Linked DNA regions of Rattus norvegicus: regions 1 and 3 are each linked to region 2. Evidence: chromatin contacts called from public Hi-C data. All regions are on one chromosome and are shown on one strand. Each heading gives the region's core, a stretch centred on a gene start, on an enhancer-like site or on the middle of the called end of the contact. The rest is flanking DNA. Distances are from core to core; before and after follow the strand shown.

Evidence for each region. A called contact is a pair of places that touch in the nucleus more often than the background predicts.
Region 1: a Hi-C map of Schwann cells shows a contact between it and region 2, with 5 times the contacts expected there. The contact joins the enhancer-like site here to the promoter of Dtwd2 in region 2. A contact is called at or near these places in 4 of 12 Hi-C or Micro-C datasets (the A7r5 cell line, Schwann cells, kidney and 1 more).
Region 3: a Hi-C map of the Rat2 cell line shows a contact between it and region 2, with 7 times the contacts expected there. The contact joins the enhancer-like site here to the promoter of Dtwd2 in region 2. A contact is called at or near these places in 5 of 12 Hi-C or Micro-C datasets (the A7r5 cell line, the Rat2 cell line, Schwann cells and 2 more).

The regions. Positions count from the first base shown.
Region 1 is chr18:45,428,126-45,431,365 of GRCr8, forward strand. It overlaps a transcript of Tnfaip8 not described here. Among named protein-coding and RNA genes, the nearest start is that of Tnfaip8, 15 kb to the right of the region's middle. Within about 2 kb of position 1,891, at least 24 of the 93 cell types and tissues checked have an H3K27ac peak or open chromatin away from gene starts, as enhancers often do. A contact at or near this core is called in Schwann cells and kidney, where this site is marked.
Region 2 is chr18:45,086,344-45,090,095 of GRCr8, forward strand. It overlaps Dtwd2 (DTW domain containing 2), which reads right to left and starts at 2,076. Exons shown (of 6, transcript NM_001108431.1): 1 at 1,802-2,076. The coding sequence starts at 2,019. LOC120098148 (a long non-coding RNA gene) reads left to right here and starts at 2,252. Exons shown (of 2, transcript XR_005496167.2): 1 at 2,252-3,752.
Region 3 is chr18:45,488,359-45,491,972 of GRCr8, forward strand. No RefSeq gene overlaps it. Among named protein-coding and RNA genes, the nearest start is that of Hsd17b4, 25 kb to the right of the region's middle. Within about 2 kb of position 1,858, at least 9 of the 93 cell types and tissues checked have an H3K27ac peak or open chromatin away from gene starts, as enhancers often do. A contact at or near this core is called in the A7r5 cell line and Schwann cells, where this site is marked.

The sequences.
Region 1 (3,240 bases), core at 641-3,140, 340 kb after region 2:
CTGCTTTCAGGGCACCACAGAGCTCTGGAGGCGCATTTGTCTGGCTTCTGAGAAGGTACTTGTGTGACTTATGTGACATTTGGTTATTGTTGCTTGAACTTCATGGACCCATTTTCCCCATTTGTGAACAAGTTTGAAGAAGAATGAGGAAATGAACTCATCTTTGAGTGTTAGCATCCTGGTTCTTGGGTTTTCTGCAGGCTGTGGTGAACTGTATTTTGAGGAACTGAGTTATAGGTAGCTGCAGAGACTCGACTCCTCTCTGTGAGGAACCATACACACAGAGAGGCAATGGCACCATTTCTGTATCGCATGCTACAGATTAGCTATGAAGAGGCTTCAGCTGGCAGGCTGCCAGGCATGAGACGCTCCAAGCGTTGTTGTTTGTAAACCGGATATATCAACAAATGTGGCCACAGTTCACAGAATGGAATTGCTGCCTTTGCCAAGCCAGAATAGGATACTGGTTTGTATTCTGGAGCATCCAAATGTCCATGGCAGTACAGGAACAGGGTCCGTGAGACTAAGTCAGTGGGTGACCCAGATCAGCGGGTGACCTACAGCAGTACATCTCTGGAGAAGTGGTTTCAAAGCCTGGTCAGTCATGTTATTTTCCAGGGACTGTCAAGTCTCAAAGTGGTTTTGCACTTCTGTTTTGTAGTCTGATTGCAGTGCTGTTGCACACTGCTGTGGTTTACTGTACATCGGTAATCGTATTGCACCACAACTCACCTGCAGTGACTAGCTCTAGCCTCACCCCGGCAGGAACGCTGTTAGGACAGGCATTCGAGTGGTTCACAGTAAATACCAAAGTGTAAACGACTGCCAAGAAAGACACTGGCGGTCCAGAGGTTGTGGTGAACAGTGCAAGTCAGTGATTCTCAACCCTCCTAGTGCTGAGGCCTTTAGTACAGTTCCTGGTGAGCCCAACCATAAAATCATTTCCTTGCTACTGTTATGAACCATAATGTAAATATCTAATATGCAGGATATCTGAAATGTGACCCCCACCCCCAAAGAGGTTGTGACCAGCAGCGCTGGAGTTAGAAGCAGAAGAAGACTTGCCTGGCCAGTGTGGTGTCAGGGATGTAAGCCCACTGACTGTCTGTCATTGCTGAGAGATACCAGATTTCTTTTTTTGTGTTTGACTTTAGCTTCTACCTTAGATTACAAAATTGGCTGGCTCTGGAATAAGCAAGACCTCCAAAAACTTCACCCATAAATTGGAAACTTAGGGAAGGAAACTTGTGAACATCATATTTGACCTTTCGAGGCCCAAACAATTCAGAGAGGCAGAAATGGAAATCACAGTCAAAAGTGTTCTGAATATCTTTTTTTTTTTTTTCTCTTCTATTTTTCGGAGCTGGGGACCGAACCCAGGGCCTTGCGCTTGGTAGGCAAGCGCTCTACCACTGAGCTAAATCCCCAACCCGTGTTCTGAATATCTTATGCCACTCAAATAATTTGCATTGCTGCAGATCAGGAACCCCAAGCTTTTGAACTGCACTCTCCAGCTCTGTGAGTTGTCTGTTGACTGTGTCTCATTGTCTGTTCTTGGTATTAGGGAGGTGTGAGATTACTAGCCTGCCAGACCTGGGAGGGAGCCGTAATGGCTATTTTCTGTACCCAGTACTCCCCATATTCTTTTAATTTCTACATCTCTGCTTCCTCGGTGCCCCGGAGCCCTCACCTCAGCAGCAAATGAAAAAAACAAAAACAAAAAAAACCAAAAAAAACAACGAGACCAGTGAATTATTGTCAGATGTTAGTAATTCCCAGGCCCCTTCCTCCAAAGAATGCCTGTCTTTTTCAAAAGAGCCTCACAGTAGAACAGGAAGTAGGGCAAGAGTTTCATACTGAGTACTGCCTCTCTAATGAGAGTACTTCCTGTTTCGATCAGAGGCCAGCTGAGGCCTCAGGAGCTCGCTTGGGTCAGACCTACTGGACCAGCACTAACCCAGGGAAGTTGAAGGAGTTTGAGTTTGTCCTTTTTTTTCAATTATTTCAGCTCCGGCCAGAGCCCAGGCAGATCCTTGCAAGTGTGTTTTTGTAGAGATCCAGGGCACCCACTCACCTCCCGTGGCTGTCATTGGCATTAATACAACGATGGAAATTCAAATATTTTCTTTTAAAAGGCACTCCCACTCCTGGACTAAGATTGTCAGATTTAAAAAAAAAAAAAAAAAAAACAATGGAGCCTTGTAACTTTCACTTTTAGGGAAACTTGTAAATGAATGGCCTGCCATGCTTTCTCCACTAGCTTAAAGCTGGCTTGTGACACAGACCCTTTGGTTTCTATCTTTGGCCATGTGACAAAATCCTTTTTGTCAGAGCATTACCAGTGGCTTCCTCGCCAGTGAAGCCCTCCTTTCCCACTGATCACTCTGAAGTGTGTGGGTCTTTGCACGTGTTGCTAAGACCACCCAGGCCCTCCCCCCACCACCCGACCTCTTCTGCGTCCAGTCTGTCTTTTGGCTGGTCTTCCATGACGACACCACCCCCAGGTGGGATTTAGGTTCTCTGAACTTCCATGGCACCTCATTCCGTTTTGCTCTATCGGATGTCATGCTGTATGTCAGACAGTCCTTCAGCTCCTTCCTCCCTTCAACCTCTCTTTAAGGACCAACACCATAGCTGTTGGTATCTGTACCATTTTCCTGTAAGTGACGGGGGCTCTACAGATATCTCTACAGAATGGAGAAAGAGGTCAATAGAAATGGCACGTGAGAAGACGTAGCTTTCTTAAGAGCGGAGAGTGAGCCCTGGTTTCCTTGCTTAGTCTCCCTAGGCTCCTTTGATATACAGTTGAAGCTGAGAGGCACCTGGCCCTGATGGAAAAGACAGGACATCCTGGCCACTGGCATTCAACACCCAATCAAGAGCAACTAGGTCTACATTGCTTGTATGAAATCAAGAGTGGCTATTGATGATAACTGAATACACTCTGAGGTTCAGACCAGAAGCAAAATGGAGAGTTCATTGCTGGGGAGGCCAAGCAAAGTGCTGGCAATTGAATTGATCTGTGTGTGGAGGAAGAGCATGGATATCTGATTGACAGTTGGAGAGGCACACAGTTAGGAGTCTCCCAGCAGTGTACATACAAGATCATGTCCGCAGTGGTGAATTTTCTGGACTGTTTAAGGCATGTTTGAGGTAAATTTTAACTGTGTATAACTTTACCTTATGGATCTGAGAGCTCAGTGTCCCTCATCACCCCTCTAAAACACAATTACTCTATAC
Region 2 (3,752 bases), core at 826-3,325:
GGTGTAATACAATCTCCAGTGCACAAGAAAGCAAAATTACATCAAGACTTAAGTCAGGGCACAAGCCATTTCTTCCAAGAAGATGGGTTCTAGAGATAACTGTAGGAGCTTAAAGGCCTAAGCAAGGGTATGGCAGAGACAGCCTGGAGGTCACCTGGGCTATTAGCCACCTCTGGTCCTGGTTGTGGGAGCTTGGAAAGCCTCTGGACAATGGGTCACTTAGATTACTATCCACCTCTAGTCCTGGCCCAACCGAAAATGCAGATCACCAGGCTATTAACCACCTACAGCTCCCAGCCTTCTGGAAGACCAGGTTTAGATCTTTTTCATCGAAAAGACAATCCTGTGTTTTAGCAACTAGTTGAAGGACCTCCATGCTCCCAACAGAAAACCCCAGCATTTAGAGTTTGAGGAGAGGCAAGGGAAACTGGACCAATGAAGTGATCTAAATCTAAGAAGAACTAAAGAAAGCACATGTGACAGTGTTTACAGATGCTGAACTGATCTACTAGCTAATCTGGCAAAGATCCACTGCGTTTTATCTCATGAAGGTTATTGGCAGCTGAAGCAAAAGCCATTTCAGGGCATTATTCGACAGGCAGCTAACTGCAGAATGACTATGAGGCAAGGAAGCAGAGGCCTTAGTTGGGATCTGAAATGGGTACACACACATACACCAAGGGCCGTGTCAAAGTCTTATGGCAGTACTGAAAGAGGTGGGCTCGGCAGAGGAAGTTAGGTCATCAGGTGGGACACTGGGTCCCTTTCTGTAGTCCTCATCGATTCTGTGCACAGTGACCTTTGCAGCACTGCAGACCCAATATAACCAAGCTGCAGATTCTGAAACCCTGAACCCAAATAAAATTTCTCCTTCTAAGCTGAATTCCTCAGGTACCAAGAGAAGAGAAAGCTGACCGATATTTAATAATTAACAAAAGGGGCAACAGTAACCAGGGACATACCAGATGTTTCTTAAGTGCTGAGATTAAACGTGCAGCTGAGCGCACCAATGCACTGACGTGGCCCCCAAAGGAATAAGCAGGTATGCTGTGAACAGCCAGCCCTGGTTGTTACTGTCCACCCAAAAGCCTCTGCAAAAGCCTCTAAGTGTCCAGCGGGCGTGAGGCCACGCTTCATTTATTCTTCGCTGCATTTCTAACACCTAGAACACGCAGCAAGCTAGCAGACACACAGAACTTCAGCTTAACAAAATCTTTTTTGAAACAGGGTCTCATACAACCAGGCTAACCTCTAACTTCCTAGGTATCTGAGAATGACCTTGAACTTCCGATCTTTCTGCCTTCACTTCCAAAGTACTCGGCTAATAAACCGGGTTTTCAGTAAATACCGCCAAGTAAATTCAAAATATTCAACACAGGCTGCTCTATTACTCTCCGCCAACCCATCTCTCCAACAACCGATATTATGATGACAAGCCCACCTAAGCATCGTTAAGTATTAATGCCATTACGCCTCCAGAATTCCTTTTATGAAAGACTGAAGTTTCTTGGAAAAAGAACTAAGTCTTGCTGGGCTTGGTGGCACACACCTTTGATCCACAAACAAGTTGTTCCAGGACAACCTGGGCTCTATTACACAGAAAAACCATGTCTCAAAATAAATAAATTAATTAATTAATTTTTAAAAAAGTAAATCTTGCAGAAAGTCGGGGTTAAATAATCATGGCCCTGCCTGAAAAGTTCTTGCTTTGGCAGACACAATCGGAGTCCGCCTGGCCGGCAGGGGGCGCCGCAGCTCCCGGGACCCGCAGGCGTAGGCCCCGCCCCGGCTCCGCGCTCACCTGCAGCGGCTGCACTCCGGCCTGCGCTCCGCGTGCTCCACCGGCAGCCCCCACAGCCCGTCTGCACTCGTGCTGTCCCCCAATGCGCCCGCGGGAGGCGCCGCCAGCCGCGCACCGCCCTCGGACCGCTCCTCTTCACCCGGCGTCGGTAATCCCCAGGCGCCAGAAGGCCGAGGCGCAGACTCCCCGAGCGTTCGCGCCTCTTCCTGCGGCTCCATGGGTGGTGTTAAGAGTCAGGCCGTCGCATTGAGGGAGCGCCGCCGCCGGAGGGCGCCACGAGCTGAGGAAAGGGGTCTGCGTACGCACGTCACGTAAGGGGCAGGCCTCAGAGGTGACGTGAGGTCCCGCCCCGTTGCAGAAAGACAAGGAGCCCATTGGTGTGTTGTGGTGCTTCTACAGGCCGGAAGGAGATTGTGAGCGTAGTGGCTGCGCGGGTGAGATTAAACACAGGTGATAGGAGTCGCCTCCGGAAGCTAGTTTGCAATTGTTTGTGTTTAAAAGATAACGGGTGGGTTGGGGATTTAGCTCAGCGGTAGAGCGCTTGCCTAGCAAGCTCAAGGCCCTGGGTTCGGTCCCCAGCTCCGAAAAAACAAAAAACAAAAATAACGGGAAATTCTAGGCAGCATCGCCGGGTTCTAGGTACGCGCAGGCTCAGCCCTGTGTCAACTCGCGACATTAATGGCCAAAGGCTGCAAAGGAGCGATTTGTTTGTTTTTTGTTTTTTTGTTTTTTTGCAGCCACTGAAAACCGGTCCAGTGACAATGTGAGCTCTTGTGCCCCGCTAGCCATCGGGCCTACCATCTTCCATTTCACAGCAAATAATTGTTAAATTGTGTGTTGAACCCCCCAAGCGTCCTGGAACCAAGCAATAAGAACTGGCTGCTATATACATTGTATGGTTGAGGAAAAAACACTGCAAACAAGCACTGCTTACCCAAGTTCTCACAACATCTGGGTAACACAAGAAACACAGCTTTTAAAAGTTATAACTTTTGCTTGTTGTTTTTTTTTTTTTTCCTTTTTCTTTTTTTCGGAGCTGGGGACCGAACCCAGGGCCTTACGCTTGCTAGGCAAGCGCTCTACCACTGAGCTAAATCCCCAACCCCAAAAGTTATAACTTTTAAGAGAAGTAGAAATGTTAATTACGGGAAATGTATTTGTTAATGCTTATTAATGTTAATTCTACCAATATACATTTAAACAAGGAAGCTAGGCTTTCATCAGTCCTCCTAGTTGTTTTGCATTAACGCCTGCATTGAACCTCTACTTAATAGACTAGATTTAACCAGGAGTACTAAAAACAAATACTGTATTTCTTTTTTTTTTTTTTTAAGATTTATTTTATTTATGTAAGTACACTGTAGCTGTCTTCAGACACACCAGAAGAGGGCATCAGATCCCATTACAGATGGTTGTGTACCACTATGTGATTGCTGGGAATTGAACTCAGGACCTGTGGAAGAGCAGTCAGTGCTCTTAACTGCTGAGCCATCTCTCCGAGAGCCCAATACTGTATTTCATATAGTTTATTTTAGCGTTAGATTTTCCAGTCACCTTAAAGTCAAATTGATGAGTAGTGTACAGAAGTGTATTTTAAGCTACCCTTAATTCTTTTTTTTCCTAAAAACAATATCCTTTTATTGAGTATTAGCTTTAAAAGAAGGGGAAAAGGCTGAACTGTCTGGGACAGAGGTAGGGTAGGAAACAAAGTGGCATGTATATCTGTTAGAATTAGGAAATGAATAAAACTCAGGAACTAGGAAAGAGGGCAAATCAGAAAATAAAGAAATCCTGATATAGATTAGAAGACCAACTATTTTTAACTGCAAAATTAAGTTTCCTGATAACTGTTTAAACCAAAGGATGTTCCTGCTTTCTCATTTCAAGACAGGAAAGGCACAAGTAGGTTGGATACAGTTTTTCTGCACTGTCAGAACTGCTAGGACAATAG
Region 3 (3,614 bases), core at 608-3,107, 400 kb after region 2:
CTCTCTCCTCTCTCCTCCTCACCTCTCTCCTCTCTCCCCCTCCCCCTCACCTCTCTCCTCTCTCCCCCCTCCCCCTCCCCCTCACCTCTCTCCCCCCTCCCTCTTTCCCACAAAGTCTGATTTTGTAAACCAGCCTGGCCTCAAAATCATGACATTCCTGCCTCAGCTTCCCAAGTGCTAGCATTATACATGTGTACTACTGTATGTGTTCTTAGCCTTTTTCTTCTAAATGATGTCTTTTTAGATTTCATTTTCAAACGAAATGTGTTAGGAATACGCTGGTGGTTTTTCTGAAAAAAGTATGAGCTATATAATAAGTAAATGATAATCCATATTGGCAATTAACATTTATAATATGGCTTTCATATGCCAGTCATACTCACACAATAACCCCTCCAAAATCTTCATTACTTTGCAAATGAGGAAACAGAGGCAAGGGAAATACAGTTTTTCTTAAGGTCACAGTTAAGGATCACAGTTATGCTATCAGTTCAGTGTACCCTCGCCTGTATTTAAATGTAGCATCTCTAAAAGCAATAATAAGTGTATTGTCTCAGAGAAGAGGTTTTTATGCCTCAGAAAAAAACTTTCAAGTAATGCCCTTTTTAGACCAAATTTAAATCACTGCAGGTCTGACCTATTCTCAAAGATCTGGGTCTAATATTATACAAAGGCATTTTCAATGTTACAGCATGGGTTCTAATTTGAAGGCATGGTGTGGCTCAGATTTCTGTCTCTTGTGCCTCGACTCAAGGTGCTCACAATTAAGTTGGGGCTCATGAGGGGAGGCGCCCCTCCCCAGACAGCCTTTGGAGGAGGCATAGCACTCTGCCCTCACCAAGGCAGTCCCCCATTGTGTGCCAAGGAGAAGTATGGCATCCGTTCAAAGTGTCAACTTTATTTCCAGGTTTGGAGGTAGAAAACTGTTTTAGACAAGTACGATTAAGAACATACTCTTGTGTTTTTCTGATTGTTAGGCTTGTGTGTACAACTCAGTTTGTGACAAAGAAAAGCACTTATGAGAAACCTTAATGGCATAGAAATGTCCCTGTTGCAGGGTCTCATTCGTGATTTCTCTGGAAAGCTCCCCACCCCACTCTGTTAATACACGTGTCAAACGAAAACCTACAAAGCTTAATCTTCTGATAGGTTCCTGAGCTCACCCACCCCACCCCATGGTTAAGATGATACTTGTTATTGCTTGAACTTCACAGGTTGGGGTTTTTTTTTGTTTGTTTGTTTGTTTGTTTCCACCAAGAGTTTTAAATGCCCCTAGAGATGTTTGATGGGTTATCTATGAGCTAAGTTATAATTGAACAAACCCACCTTGAAAAACAGATAAATGAAAGGTCAGCACAGTCTGAAATATTTGTAGGGGAAATATTTGTAGGGCTGACATATTTGTAGGGCTGACATATTTGTAGGGCTGACATATTTGTAGGGCTGACATATTTGTAGGGCTGACATATTTGTAGGGCTGACATATTTGTAGGGCTGACATATTTGTGGGGAAGTTAAGGCTTATCCAGTCGCCAGAAAATTAAAATATTCTAATGGAACAGCACGTTGGCAGGAATAATAGTGTTTAAATATTGTTGTCAGGCTTGAACCTCCACACATGCATTTTCTGAATTAGTCGAACTTATCATTGATAAATTACACACCTGAGCAGAAACCTCTAAGTAACTTAAATCCAAGGCAGTTTTAGAACTCTTATTTGACAGATAAAATTTTATCTTAGCTCTGACGCAGTTTCATTTTCTGTAATTGAAGTAACAAGTACAAAGCTCTCTTTATAAAGATCATATATCAAACGTAGGGACTGGAGAGATGACTCATGGTTTGAGAGTATATACTGCTTTTACAGAGAACCAGAGTTCAGCCCTCAGCTCACAGTGGCCTGTGATTCCAGCTCCAGAGGAAAGAAACGCCTCTGGCCTTCACTGGCACCAGTATTCGTGTATATACACCCACATAAGCATATGCACATCCATTTAAAAATAAATCTTAACAACAACAACAACAACAACAAAAAGAAGCCCATGCGCTAAGGTGGGAAGTCTCAGGACTTTGGGAACTAGAGGCAGTAATAGCAGGAGTTCAAACACATAGTGAATTCATGGTTCATGGCCTGCCTGCACTGTGAGGCTCTGCTTGAAAAGAAGAAAAAGAAAAGAAACCTTTATACAACCCCCTAATGAAAACACTGAAACAGTAATCAGAAAAAAAATGAGTCAGCTTTTGCTTCTGACATGGTACAATAGGAAAATCTATGCTTATAATTAATTACACATTACCATCTCCACCAAGTGTTGAACAGCTATGTCTCTTTTACTCTGGTGTCCTTGGGGACACTTATGTATGGCCCAGAACCAAGGGGACCTTTTTACCTCAGGGAAACTCTTGAAAGAGAAACACTGTGTGTAAGACTCTTCTCTGTCTTGCCTAAGAAGCATTCGTTCACTCAGTGTGAGCCTTGAAGTCCAGGTCATGGGCTATGTCACTGCTACATGCTCTCTGCAGAGCATGGAGAGGAGGTGGACATGCCAGGCAGCAGTCCCAGCTGCGGAGGAAAGCGTCTGTGCTTTGGAAAATTCTCTGCACATGCAGAGAACCCAACTCTGTTTTCACCAAAGTTCCACGCGATCTTTGTACGATCAGGCAGCCAGTGAGTCACCCCTCGTCCTTCCTGGGTAACAGAATTCTGCCCTCTCTACTCTCTGCTACATAATTCTGGTTTTGACTTGGGAAAATAAAATGACTGATCAGGCACTCGCAGTCCAATGTTAACACAAGGGGAAAATACTTGAATTGGGGCCAGCGAGATGGCTTAGCAGCTAAATCAGTGGTTCTCACCCTTCCTAATGCTTGACCCTTTGACACAGTTCCTCATATTGTGGTGACCCCCAGCCATAAAATTATTTTCGTTGCTACTCCATAACCGAAATTTTGCTACTGTTATGAATTGTAAATATCTGATATGCAGGATACCTGATATGTGACCCCCCCCAAGGGGGTCACGATGCAAAATTGAGAACCACTGAGCTAAATGCACTTGTAGCCAAGCCTGAAGGCCTGTGTTTGGACCCTGGAAGCTACATGATAAAAGGAGGAACTGACTCTCACAAGTTGTTCTCTGACCCCCAGAAAATACGTGCACACGAACAATTTTTTTTAGTTTAATATCTGATTTTTTAGGTGTTTTGATTCACAAAGACAACTAAGACAATAAATTTCTCTGGACTTTGACTCTTCCATTTAAAAGCTTTCGGACAGCTAGGTCTGCCGATGACAGCTAAGTCATCTAAGCCTGTGGCACCTGAACGTGAGGCAGGGAAGTAAGGGGGAAATGTCTTTATTGTCACATCACAGGGATAATTGATAGTTTACAAGACGTGCTACTCTGATTATCTAGAAACAGGCTTTTTATCCACTCAGTCGGCACTGCCACTTCTCTATGCTGAAGGGCAGCCTCCTTGCCTGCTGCTGTCTTCTAAGACCACTTGTTTTCTGAAGGATAAATTCTCTCAGATCCCTGGGTAGAAATCACTGCCTCACTGCATTTACCTAACCGGGGACCCCACTTTCACAACCAGGCAGTGACACCTTTACCT